Linked DNA regions of Mus musculus: regions 1 and 3 are each linked to region 2. A link is a contact called in public ChIA-PET and Micro-C data. All regions are on one chromosome and are shown on one strand. Each heading gives the region's core, a stretch centred on a gene start, on an enhancer-like site or on the middle of the called end of the contact. The rest is flanking DNA. Distances are from core to core; before and after follow the strand shown. Region 1 has its middle 7.6 kb from the start of Gm40746. Region 2 has its middle 66 kb from the start of Gm33782. Region 3 overlaps Gm33843 (a long non-coding RNA gene).

The links. Hi-C and Micro-C count contacts between places; a contact is called where the count stands out from the background. ChIA-PET counts read pairs in DNA pulled down with a chosen protein or histone mark.
Region 1: a Micro-C map of macrophages shows a contact between it and region 2, with 4 times the contacts expected there. The contact joins two enhancer-like sites. A contact is called at or near these places in 1 of 15 datasets of contacts at CTCF or cohesin (CD8 T cells), 5 of 484 Hi-C or Micro-C datasets (CD4 T cells, Th1 cells, bone marrow-derived macrophages and 1 more) and 4 of 115 datasets of contacts at active chromatin or transcription factors (CD8 T cells, the HPC-7 cell line, effector CD8 T cells and 1 more).
Region 3: an RNA polymerase II ChIA-PET map of memory CD8 T cells shows a contact between it and region 2, with 1,451 read pairs. The contact joins two enhancer-like sites. A contact is called at or near these places in 1 of 15 datasets of contacts at CTCF or cohesin (CD8 T cells), 2 of 484 Hi-C or Micro-C datasets (CD4 T cells and uterus) and 2 of 115 datasets of contacts at active chromatin or transcription factors (CD8 T cells and memory CD8 T cells).

The regions. Positions count from the first base shown.
Region 1 is chr10:96,186,645-96,190,470 of GRCm38.p6, forward strand. No RefSeq gene overlaps it. Among named protein-coding and RNA genes, the nearest start is that of Gm40746, 7.6 kb to the left of the region's middle. Within about 2 kb of position 1,682, at least 84 of the 459 cell types and tissues checked have an H3K27ac peak or open chromatin away from gene starts, as enhancers often do. A contact at or near this core is called in bone marrow-derived macrophages and macrophages, where this site is marked.
Region 2 is chr10:96,373,046-96,376,725 of GRCm38.p6, forward strand. No RefSeq gene overlaps it. Among named protein-coding and RNA genes, the nearest start is that of Gm33782, 66 kb to the left of the region's middle. Within about 2 kb of position 1,381, at least 141 of the 459 cell types and tissues checked have an H3K27ac peak or open chromatin away from gene starts, as enhancers often do. A contact at or near this core is called in CD8 T cells, bone marrow-derived macrophages, macrophages and 1 more, where this site is marked.
Region 3 is chr10:96,521,634-96,525,330 of GRCm38.p6, forward strand. It overlaps Gm33843 (a long non-coding RNA gene), which reads right to left. Exons shown (of 4, transcript XR_380712.2): 4 at 2,791-3,038. Among named protein-coding and RNA genes, the nearest start is that of Gm33843, 75 kb to the right of the region's middle. Within about 2 kb of position 1,803, at least 23 of the 459 cell types and tissues checked have an H3K27ac peak or open chromatin away from gene starts, as enhancers often do. A contact at or near this core is called in CD8 T cells and memory CD8 T cells, where this site is marked.

The sequences.
Region 1 (3,826 bases), core at 432-2,931, 190 kb before region 2:
GTGGGTTGGCTCATGGGGCAAAAAAGTAGGTGAAGGAGGACACGGTTTAGGTGGCGGATACATTGGGATCCTTTGCCAGAGGATTTAACATAGAATGGCTTACAAATTAGGATGCTAGTTGTTACTCCAGCGATTGAGTTACCCGGTAATTCTAAACCAAGATTGTTTGGTGTTTTCCTTTATGCAGCGACTCAGCAAGGTTCCAGAGAGAAAGGTACCATGGCAAAGCATGGGTTTGCAAGAAGTGCACCCCAAAAAGCCGTGGGAATTTGGAATCATGGGCTGGCGTGGCAATGACCCACCATGGGAATTTAGTAAGCCAGGTGGAGAGATTTCAGAGCTTCAGATTAGAGAGTCTGCTGAGATGAGAACAGGCCAGTCTTCCCACTAGTGCCCTGCCAGCATAGCGTGGATTGCTTTTTTAATATTTCACACAACACACATTTTCAGAGGGTGGAAGGGAAAACACACAGAGCTATGTTTACAGTGAGCTCACAAAAAATGTCATGGGAAATAGGAAAATTTTAAAACAAGAAAATGTAACACTTTGAATGTATTTTCTGTTGGGACTGACTGAACAGGTCAGACAGTTCACACCATGGGGTGCTGGGTTTTTGTAATAACTCAGGCAATCTGGGAAGGTATTGTGACTCTTTAATAAATGCCCAGAGTGGAGGTCTCTACCGGGCCAGGGCCTTGTAGATCTGTACACACCAAGGTGCACATACCCTTGGAAATGGGGACAAAGAGCCACTACTGTGCTCTGCAAATAGGCCTTATAGGTCAGTCAACAACAAGCAATCCTGTAATTGCTCTGGCCATATATCAGGTGGCAGGGTAAAGGAAAAACGTGTGAAGCAAACACTGAGATGCTCAGTGTTGTCAGGAGGCCCGCACCGTTCTTCTACATTCAGCTACCACAAAAGCCTGGACTTAGCTCCCACTGCCTCTCTCTTCCGTTTCCTTTGTGGCCATTTTGATAAGGGGTGTGTGTGTGTGTGTGTGTGTGTGTGTGTGTGTGTGTGTGTGTGTTTTCTTGTGTAGGCACCAGAGCATGTGTAAGGGGTCCATCTTCGTTTTTCACAGCTGGAGGTTGGGTCTCTGTCTGCCAATATATGTTGCTAGGGTATCTGGTATGCAAGCTTTTGGGAGGGCAGGATTTTCCTTGCTCTGACTCTCATCTTGCTGTGGGGATATTGGGATTATAGACCGTGGTGGTCAGATTTACCTGCATTCTAAGGGTTTGGATTTGAGTGCCTTACCCATTGATCCACCTTGCCAGCCCCACTGGTATTTTTAATGCTCCTTCCCAACTCAGCAATACAAGGTACAACATGTTTCCTAACTCCCTTCACCACAATAGGTAATCAGTTCATCTGGGAAAGACTGCTGTAATTGAGTTTTCTATTCCCCTCGCCCCCAACTTCTCTACTTTGTCACCCTTCTGTTTGGCTTAGCTGCTCTCTGCCTGGGTACTGCATCCAATCCTGTCTTCTTCTTCTCCATCCCCAATGAGACTCTTCCCTCTGTGTAGACGATGCTCAGTTCCCTTCCTGTGTAAAGTACTTGCTTTTTCTTGAAATCTTGGCTTTGTTTCTCAGAACACCATCTCAAAGTGTCCAGCCCCCTTTACTGTTAGTTTTGTTTGGAGTGCACGTCCTATCCCTGTCCAGTCCCCACCATGACTCATTGATTTCCTGCCATTCTTTCAACATCACATACGGACGGCGGCTGGAGGACAGAGAGATGTTTACTTTGGAGAAGCTAAAGCTCACTTTTGCCAGCAATTGGAGTCAAAATCCTGGAAGGGCCCACACAGGGAAAAAAAAAATCAATTGTCTTTAAGCCCAAAGTGGAGAATTATGACAGATAAGTCAAAGCTGCAATAGAGAATAGAGCAACGTTTGGACGTGTTTTATTACCTCCAGACGTACGCAGAGATGTAGTAGGAGGCTCTTCTTTCCGAGACAGTCAGACTTAGACTGGGTGTTGAACGTGGCTGTATGCAGGTGGCTATAGTTTGCTATAGGTTGCTGCACACTACAACGAAGTGTTTGCTATAGGTTGCTGCAGACTACAACAAAGTATTTGTTATTAGTCTCTTAGACCAATGGGTGCTTCTAGATCCTGAAATTTTGTTGTCATTGAGTCATTTTCAAGTTTACTCTGATTAGACAATGCTTGTGACATACATCACTGCTGCGCTTATACTCTGTTTATTTTACTTTATGTATATACAGATATAATCATGGTTGTTCTGAGAAAATTTTGAGCAAAATAAAATATGCAAGTGACTCAGCCTTATTCTCTCTTCCTCTTTCTTTGAGTCTTGCAAAAATTGTCCAGTGAATTTTGGCTTACAATTAGGATAGAATTTCCAACAATTTCTAAATGCTCCTAAGCACACTTCTGACAGTTTGTACTACCTATTTATGCCAAATGGCACTCTTAACATTGATGGCTATATAAATATAAATTTATTTCTCAGAACACCGTCTCTAAGTGTCCAGTCCCCTTTACTGTTAGCTTTGTTTGGAGCAAATGTTCAATCCCTGTCCAGTCCCCAATCAAAATATTGATCTACTTTGAAAAACTGAAAGTGCTCTATGTTCTGAATGTAAAATAGTCAGAAGATTTAATTTTTTATGCAAAAGAAACAAGCACATCTCTCATTGGTATGCAAATAGACTTTTGTCTTTAGTAAATGATAGATTGTACGCATACAAAGTTTTTAAAAATTAATCTCAATATGATTTATTAGTAGTGTTTCATTTGTATACTTATTTTATATGCTTCTCCATCTGATGTTCCATCAAAATCTCTCTGGTAAAAAGGAGTCACAAGCGGAGAATCCCTGCCTTAGGGGCTGAAGTGATGTCTTAGCAGTTAGGAGCACTTGGTGCAGAGGACCCAGGTTTGATTCCCAGCACCCATATCAGTCAACTCACAGTCTTCAAGTCAGTAATCATTAAAGAGCAAGGTCACGTACCATCACTTTGTGTATTCTCTCTTAGCTGAGGCCACCAGGTCTCGGGGGGCCAGTACTAGCATTCAATACATAGAAAAAGATAAAACCTCAGTAGATGGCAATTAAAGTTTGCGCCCAAAGCTCTGACAGGTCTTTGCTGACCTGTGTACTGTCAGAATTGGGCCTAAAACATGCCACCGCTGTTTTCAAACAAGACACATTTATTTAATATCCCAAGTCTTTGAATTTGTTTCCAACTTAGCATCTGGTCTAAGATGGCTTCAATTCATCTATACTTTTAAATTTTTGCTTTTATTTTTTAAACAAAAGAACTTGATGGAGACAATGGAGGAAGGACACTAAACCTAATATATTTATACAATACATATATATTTTACAGAAGGGAACTTACTCCATCACTACTGAACTTCACAAAGCTCCACAAAGGATAACACAAGAAGCCCCGTTTGTTATTACCAATAGAGGGGAGATGAAATGTCTTGACTACGACTCATTTACATTCAAAAGAACCTCGTTAGCTGGGCAGCAGGACCAAGAAGACTGGGAATCAATTTCAAAGGGCAGAAGAGTTTGTCCACAAACCAGTCCCTGTAGTTAAGGAGTGCTGGGATTGCCCTAGGGCTCCAGGGTAGCCTTGATTTAAGAATGCGTTCTTCTCCTTCCTTTAAAAGAAAAGTTGAGACCAACTCTTTGTGTCCCAGCAGGAGAAAAGAATAAAACTTGACCTTCTTTTGTTCCAACAATAGTCTGAAAAACTGCCTGATAGCACTGGGCCAAAAGTGTTATCCATCAGTTGTCAATTCAGCTTCCTGGACACAGCGCTGCAGTCGCCCTGTG
Region 2 (3,680 bases), core at 131-2,630:
GGAATAAGATGTATGGTCCGTACTCAACACCTACAGTTCTAGTCAGGAGACAGATCAAGAGAATGCCTTGGTAGGCACAAGAAAGGGTACAGAAGCCCACAAAAGCCATGAATCACAGAGGCCTCCAGGGGTAGAGGAATCCTAGAGGAGGATAGGCTAGAGAGAGGCTTGGAAGAAAGCTCAGGCTTTAGAAACACAGAGGGTCCATTTACTCTTCCAGAAGGGACTGTGTCAAACTGAGAATGCCTACGAGGAGGTCAGAGAGCGCAGTGAGCAGCTACCACTGTGTTGTCTATGTTAGCACAGGGGGAGTCCTCTGACACCCTTGTGCCTCACAGTATGGCCTAAGCTCTGATATCCGTAACCACTCCTCCCCCAGAGACTGTTAGAAATGCAGAATTCGGTGCCTGGCATCAGAAGCACTCAAACAGAATCTGCAAGATCTCCGTGAACATTTGAGAATCGCTAGGCTCAGTCTTTCCAGAGTCCTTCTTTTCGATGCATCACAAAGACTGAGCAGAATCCACAGGCCCTTTTCTCTGCCCTTTGCCCCACCCCTACCCCTTCTGCAGAAGCCTCCTTGTCTATCAGGGCCTGAGAGACGCTTCCTCTTAACTGCTCTACCTAAAACCCAGCATCCTCTTCCTGTCGCTTGAATGCCATGCTCTTCTTGGCCTCCCTCAGGGCCACTGATCTGTGAATGTCTGCCTTTGAGAATGCGAAGCAAAGCTATTGGGCACTCAGATAACTACAAAACAGGGTGACCTCTGACAGGAGCTAGTCTCAAGCAACTGGCCTGTGTATGTCGTGGTGAGCCTGAAAGAATACTGTACATCAGCATTGCTTGTGCTCCACAGGGCCTGTGAAAGGGCAGCACAGCCCTCACCTTGGAATAGGAACACCCCAGGCTTAGAGAAGTATCCCCAAACCTGGAGTGGGGCCTGCTGGCTCATCTGGCTATTTGGTTCAGACTTCTGATTCACAGCCACCATCCAAGAAGATTCCAGGTTCAGTAGAATTCAGGGAAAGAGACCCTGTGGCTGGGTGTGGCGTCATTCTTCTGTAATTCCAACATGTGGGATGCTGAGGTAAGATGACAGTGAGTTTGAGGCCACCACAGACTCCAGTTTGAGCTCCTGTTCTCCACACATATAGGAAACATTGTGCACCAACTCCGAAATGTGCTCTGGCTTCAGTCATGACACATGTTTTGAACTTGTGACTCCCAATCACATAACACAACACAATAAAGCAAGAAAGACGACGACAACAACAACAACAAATTGAACAAACTGAACTGACAGCTCTTCTTAGAGCCTTCAGAGAATTGAGGTCACAGACTGCTGCCGACAAGCAAGAGCGGCAGGCCCATGAGTGTGGAGAACGTCAGTTCACCAAAAGCAGAAGTGTGGAAACAGAAACCACTACCACCCACCAACAAATTGCTATTGTTCCCGTCTGCTCAAGCCTGAGAATTGGATATCTTAGAGGGTCTAAACAAAGGAACTTTCCTGAGTTTTACTGATATTAGACTCCTACTGTGAAAAAACAAAAGTAAAATACTGTATTGCTTCCCCACGGGGTAGGGACATCGTCATTTTAAAATATACCTGAAGTTCTGGGTTCTCCTTGCTAAGACTTAACCTTCAGGACACTGGTGCAGCAGAGCCTGACTCATGGGGTTTTACCAGGGGCTTAACTGATCTGGGAAGGGAAATACCCAACTTGGCCTCACTGAAACACGGAACTGATCCGGGACTGTTAAATTGTCTCTTCCTTCTACCAACAGGTCAACAGCCCTCCCAAGAACACAGAGAGAGCAGCAGAAAAAACCTGCAGGCCTCAAGCCGGTTCAGGAGTCTTTAGGCTGACCCAAAGATAACAGAGGTGGCACAAAGGACATGGGAAGTTCCATCTCTTTCACACATCTAAGCCTCCAGAAATGATAGCCAGATAAACACAAAGGGACACTAAACTCAGATGCCTCTACAGTGAAGCTCTTCGTGTACCCAAGTAGTAGTCTGCTCACATGGAATGTTCTAGCACCTCTACTTAGTATAAAGGACTAAGGGAAACAGCCACATGGTTTGGCATTAAGAGAAGAAATAAAGTCACTTTACAAAGCCCTGACAGTTGTCCTTTAGCCACAAGCAAGTATTTATCCTGAGGTCCTCCGGCCCTGTGAAATCCACAACAGCTGAGACATCCCTCGTGGTTCACGCCTATAATCCCATTACTTGGAAGGCTGAGTCAAGGAGCTAGCCTTGAACTTCAGGCCAGCCTGGGCTACAGAGAATGACCCTAACTAAGAAATAAAAACACACAGGAATTGTACTTTAGAGCCTTAGGAGATTATATGTTTCAAGTCATCAAGCTGTCAATGAAGGCTTTATGGTTTATTGTGATAAGAAGTTCAGTTAATTAGTAAGTATTTTAGATGATGTTCTCTTGGTGAGTCTTGTTTTTTTTTTTTTAATTAGCTATTTTCTTTATTTACATTTCAAATGTTATTCCCTTTCCTAGTTTCCCCTCTGAAAACCCCCTATCCCTCCTCCCACCCCTGCTCACCAACCCACCCACTCCCTCTTCCTGGCCTTGGCAGTCCCCTACACTGGGGCATAGAACCTTCACAAGACCAAGGGCCTCTCCTCCCATTGATGACCGACTAGGCCATCCTCTGCTACATATGCAGCTAGGGCCATGAGTCCCACCATGTGTTTTCTTTGATTGGTGATTTATACCCAGGGAGCTCTGGAGATACTGGTTCATATTGTTGTTCCTCCTATGGGGCTGCAAACCCCTTCAGTTCCTTGGGTACTTTCTCTAGCTCCTTCATTGGGGACCCTGTGCTCAGTCCAATGGATGGCTGTGAGCAACCACTTCTGTATTTATGAGGCACTAGCAGAGCCTCTCAGGAGACAGCTACATCAGGCTTCTGTCAGCAAGCTCCTGTTGGCATCCACAGTAGTGTCTGGTTTGGGTGGTTGTTTATGGGATGGATCCTCAGGTGAGGCAGTTTCTTGATGGCCATTTTTTCAGTCTCTACTTCACACTTGTCTCTGTAAATCCTTCCATAGGTATTTTGTTCCCTCTTCTAAGAAGGACCAAAGTATCCACACTTTGGTCTTCCTTCCTCTTGAGTTTTGTGTGTGTGTGGGGTTTTTTTTGTTGTTGTTGTTGTTGTTGTTTGTTTGTTTTTGTGAATTGTATCTTCGGTATTCCAAGCTTCTGTGCTAATATCCACTTATCAGTGAGTGCATATCAAGTGTGTTCTTTTGCGATTGGGTTACCTCACTCAGGATGATATCCCCCAGATCCCATTTGCCTCCAAATTTCATAAATTCATTGTTTTTAATAGCTGCATAGTATTCCATTGTGTAAATGTATCACATTTTCTGTATCCATTCCTCTGTTCAGGGACATCTGGTTTTTGTCCAGCTTCTGGCTATTATAAATAAGGCTGCTATAAACATAGTCGAGCATGTATTCTTATTACATGTTGGAGCATCTTCTAGGTATATGCCCAGGAGTGGTATTGCTGGATCTTCTGGTAGTACTATGTTCAATTTTCTGAGGACCTGCCAAACTGATTTCCAGAGTGGTTGTATACCTTGGTGAATCTTACAGGTCAACCTGCCAACCAGTGTGTGGCTGTCACAGAACTCCTTTTCCTAAGGACT
Region 3 (3,697 bases), core at 553-3,052, 150 kb after region 2:
CCCCTAACAATAGTGGGCCTCTCCACAGGGCTGGTGCCATCTTTTGATCGATTGCTAATAAATATTGTTATGAGTGTCCATTTATCAAGATGTTAGCCATGGTGCTGCATTCATTGTTCCGTGTGATGTTGAAGGACCACATGAGAAGGGTGCTATTGATCCCTGTTTTGGGAAATTAAGAAACTGATGTTCAGCCAATGGAAAGTTATTTCAAGTTCACACTGCTCAGAATGACCAGATTTAAGGTCGCCCTGCATTTTCTGTTTACTGAAGAATCTTCACTTATGGCACGGGGACATGCATGTGGACTTGGGAATAAAATGAATTTACTGTGAACAAGGAAAAAAAAAAGTGATTGTTTTAAATTTTAACGTTTAACTATGTCTTTTCCTTAGTACACAGTTCAATTCATGGTCAGACTTTAAATTCCTTTCAGCTCTACTTCTTGTCTAAGCACAGTGGTAATAGCTCTGTATGTGTGTGTGTGTGTGTGTGTGTGTGTGTGTGTGTGTGTGTGTGTGTGTGTGTGTGTGTGTGCGCGCGCGCGCGCACCCGGCAGCCATTAGTTTTTGGAAACAGGGTCACCCACTCTGGAACTCAGAGTAGATGAGGTTGGTTGGCCAGAGAAGCTTCCCCCGCCCCCCAGGAGTGGAGAGAATTTGCTACCTCTGCCTCCTTGGCGGTAGGATAACCTGGAGCCACCACACTCAGCGTTTCTAACATGGGCTCTGGGGATTGAACTGAACCGTAGGCGGTCCTACAATAGCCAGTTCCATGTAGTTTTGAGAGGCTGGAGCAGGTGGAAGGTGGCAGTTCTTCACCTCGTCCCTGACACTCAGTTTAGGACATTAGTGGAAATGTCTGGTATTTACCTGCACAATTTAAACACGCTTTGGAGTTGATGCCCATGAGATTTGGAATGGAAACCACTGAGTGTGCTTTATCCAGAGAGCAGATGGCTCTAAAAGGCACCCTCTAGGGCAGAGCGCTCTGAAAGAGACCCTCTGGGGCAGATTGCTCTGTAAGGCACCCTCTGGGGCAGAGAACCTTGCAAAGCACCCTCTGGGCAGCGGCAAAAGACACTGCAGCAAGTTCTGGTTCCTCCCAACGCAGGCAGCTGGAGAAGCCTATCTCTGACTTCATTTCCCTTCCCTAGTCTCTTATATCTGCTCCCTGGGAATGTGGGGGATCACGTTTCCAAACTGACAACAGGAGTTCAACCGCTCCCTTTGAGATGTTTCAAGACTTTCTTGGGTTTTTATGCTGTAAGACAACACTGCGACTGAAAGCAACTTGGAAAGGAAAGAGTTTATTTCAGCTCACAGCTTACAGTCCGTCATGAAGGGCTAGCCAAACAGGGACTCAAGGCAGGCACCTCGAGGCAGGAACTGACACAGAAGTCATGGAGAAATGCTGCTCACTGGCTTGTTCAACCTGCTTTCTTATACATCCCAGGACTACCTGCCTAGAGTTGGTACCATCCCTAGTGAGCTGGGTCCCCTCACATCAATCATTAATCAAGAAAATGCCCTACAGACTTTCTTGCAGGCAGTTAGAACCCTACTTCTACTTCTAGTTCAGGAATTAGGAAATTTAATTAATTAGTTCAGAGAGAAAGAGCCATAGGAAGAACCCAGGTATGGTGATTCCAAACTCAGTTCTCCTTTTATGAAAGATTAGCTTTTCTGTTTCTTCCTTTAAAACTATTTGAGAGACAGAAACTCCAACCCAAGCAGTTAGCCCAACAGGAAACAACCTGTCAGTGTGAACGACCCATTCTCAGTCTGTGCTTTGTCATCGCGAACGCACAGGCGCATCCTCCTTAAAAATGAAAAAATGCCTTTCATAAGACGGCCGTTTTGTTCTGCCCCATGGTGTGTTCCAGTCGACGCTGTGGCGTTCGCTATTTTTCTTTTAGATCGTCTGGCTTCTGGTTAAGGCTGCGACAATGACCTGAGTCCCTTTGTGTTCTCATGCTGCAATTTATTCTCAGGCTTCTTCCTTCTGTTTTATTATTAAAAATTTTAGCTTCTACTTTTGAAGTGACCCACCACCCATTATAGGAGTTTTAAAATATGGACATCAATATCTTCCCACTGAAAAAAAAAATGTACCCTTACTTCTATAAAAGGTGATAGATTGCAATGATGTGCTAAGTTTACCTTACAGGCAGCTTAAAAACAAAACAAAAGGAAACAACACTAACTTTCCTGATAAATGACATACCTGTTTAGACAGAGAGAAGAAAAGGAAGAGAGACATGTAAATTCCTTTTGTAGCACTGTGAATTCTTTGATCAGCCTTCTTTTCCTTCCCATTTCCTCCATCTCTGGACTTCTAAGCCTCCAAATGCAGGATTAGAATTCTAGGTGATAGAGTGAGCTGATCTCTCAGATGCTGAGGCAGCGGGTTTACCGCTATACTTCAAAGGCAGCAATCCCAAACGGATGCCCGAGGTGATTCATTTTTATTTGGGTAACGGAGAACTCGAGCTGAGCTAAATGACAGATGTAAAAGGACCATGCAGCGACCATGTAAATAAGCAGCTCCCCCTGCCAGACACTGGGACAAAGAACTGTGTCAGCTGACGCTCAAATCTCATTAGACTACCACACAATCCTCTCTGGTACAGGACCAAATAATTCATATAAACATGTAGAGGGGAATAGAAAAACGAAGCACCTAAACAAATCTTCAACGGTTTATTGTTTAGCCACCTCGTCTTCAAAGATAAATGCTAACGAACGATGTCTGATTCACTTGTCTGAGCAACTTGACAACACTAATAACCAGCTCAGCTCATGGGCCCCGGTTGGAGCTGACCTCACTCAGCACAACCAATTGTTCCTAATTGAGTTTTGTGGATGGGGCTCCGGGTTTGGTACTTGCTGCAGATACTGGTTGTGCCCCTCGTTCCCTGCTGGCTTTGTCCATGCTGACTCTCATTTCTTCTAGCAACCGGGCTGCAGGAGTGAAGGAGAATTACCGACCGCCCAGACTAGGAACACGTCTCACCTCTGGGTAGGGTTCTGTTTGCCCTGAGAGACAGAAGTTAAAAATAGCCTCTCTTGTTAAAGATTAGTGTTGGTGCATTTAATCACATCCAGTACACACACACAAACATACACACACACACACACACACACACACACACACACACACACACACACACACCATGGGTAGGGAGACTTGGGCCAAGTATCATTAAAACCTTGTACTTTAAAAAGCTATTATCTCCAAGATGCTTATACAAAACATCAACAAATGTGGGAAACATAACACCCCATATAAACAATAATGCAAATTATAAATTCACACGGTTCTCAGAACAAGAAACATGAATGCTCAGTAAAGATGACCAAGTACATTAGTAACCAGGCTAAAGTTGAATGAATTACAGTAGAGAGCTATCAGGGGTGCGTGTGTGTGTGTGTGTGTGTGTGTGTGTATCGCCCATTTTGGACAAGCATGTAAGGATAGGTTATCACTGAAGTGCAAATTCAATTCTCCTTTGCTAAATAATCTATAAACTATACTAAAAATCTAAAATTAAACACTCTCTTTGGCTTAATGGTTCTATTCAGGAATGTTTTTTTTTTTTCAAAATACTAATAAGGATATAAAGAAATGTATCTGCAGGATAGTTGATCAAGCATTATTTTTGTTTGTAAGTTAAAATACACATTTGAAATGTTTA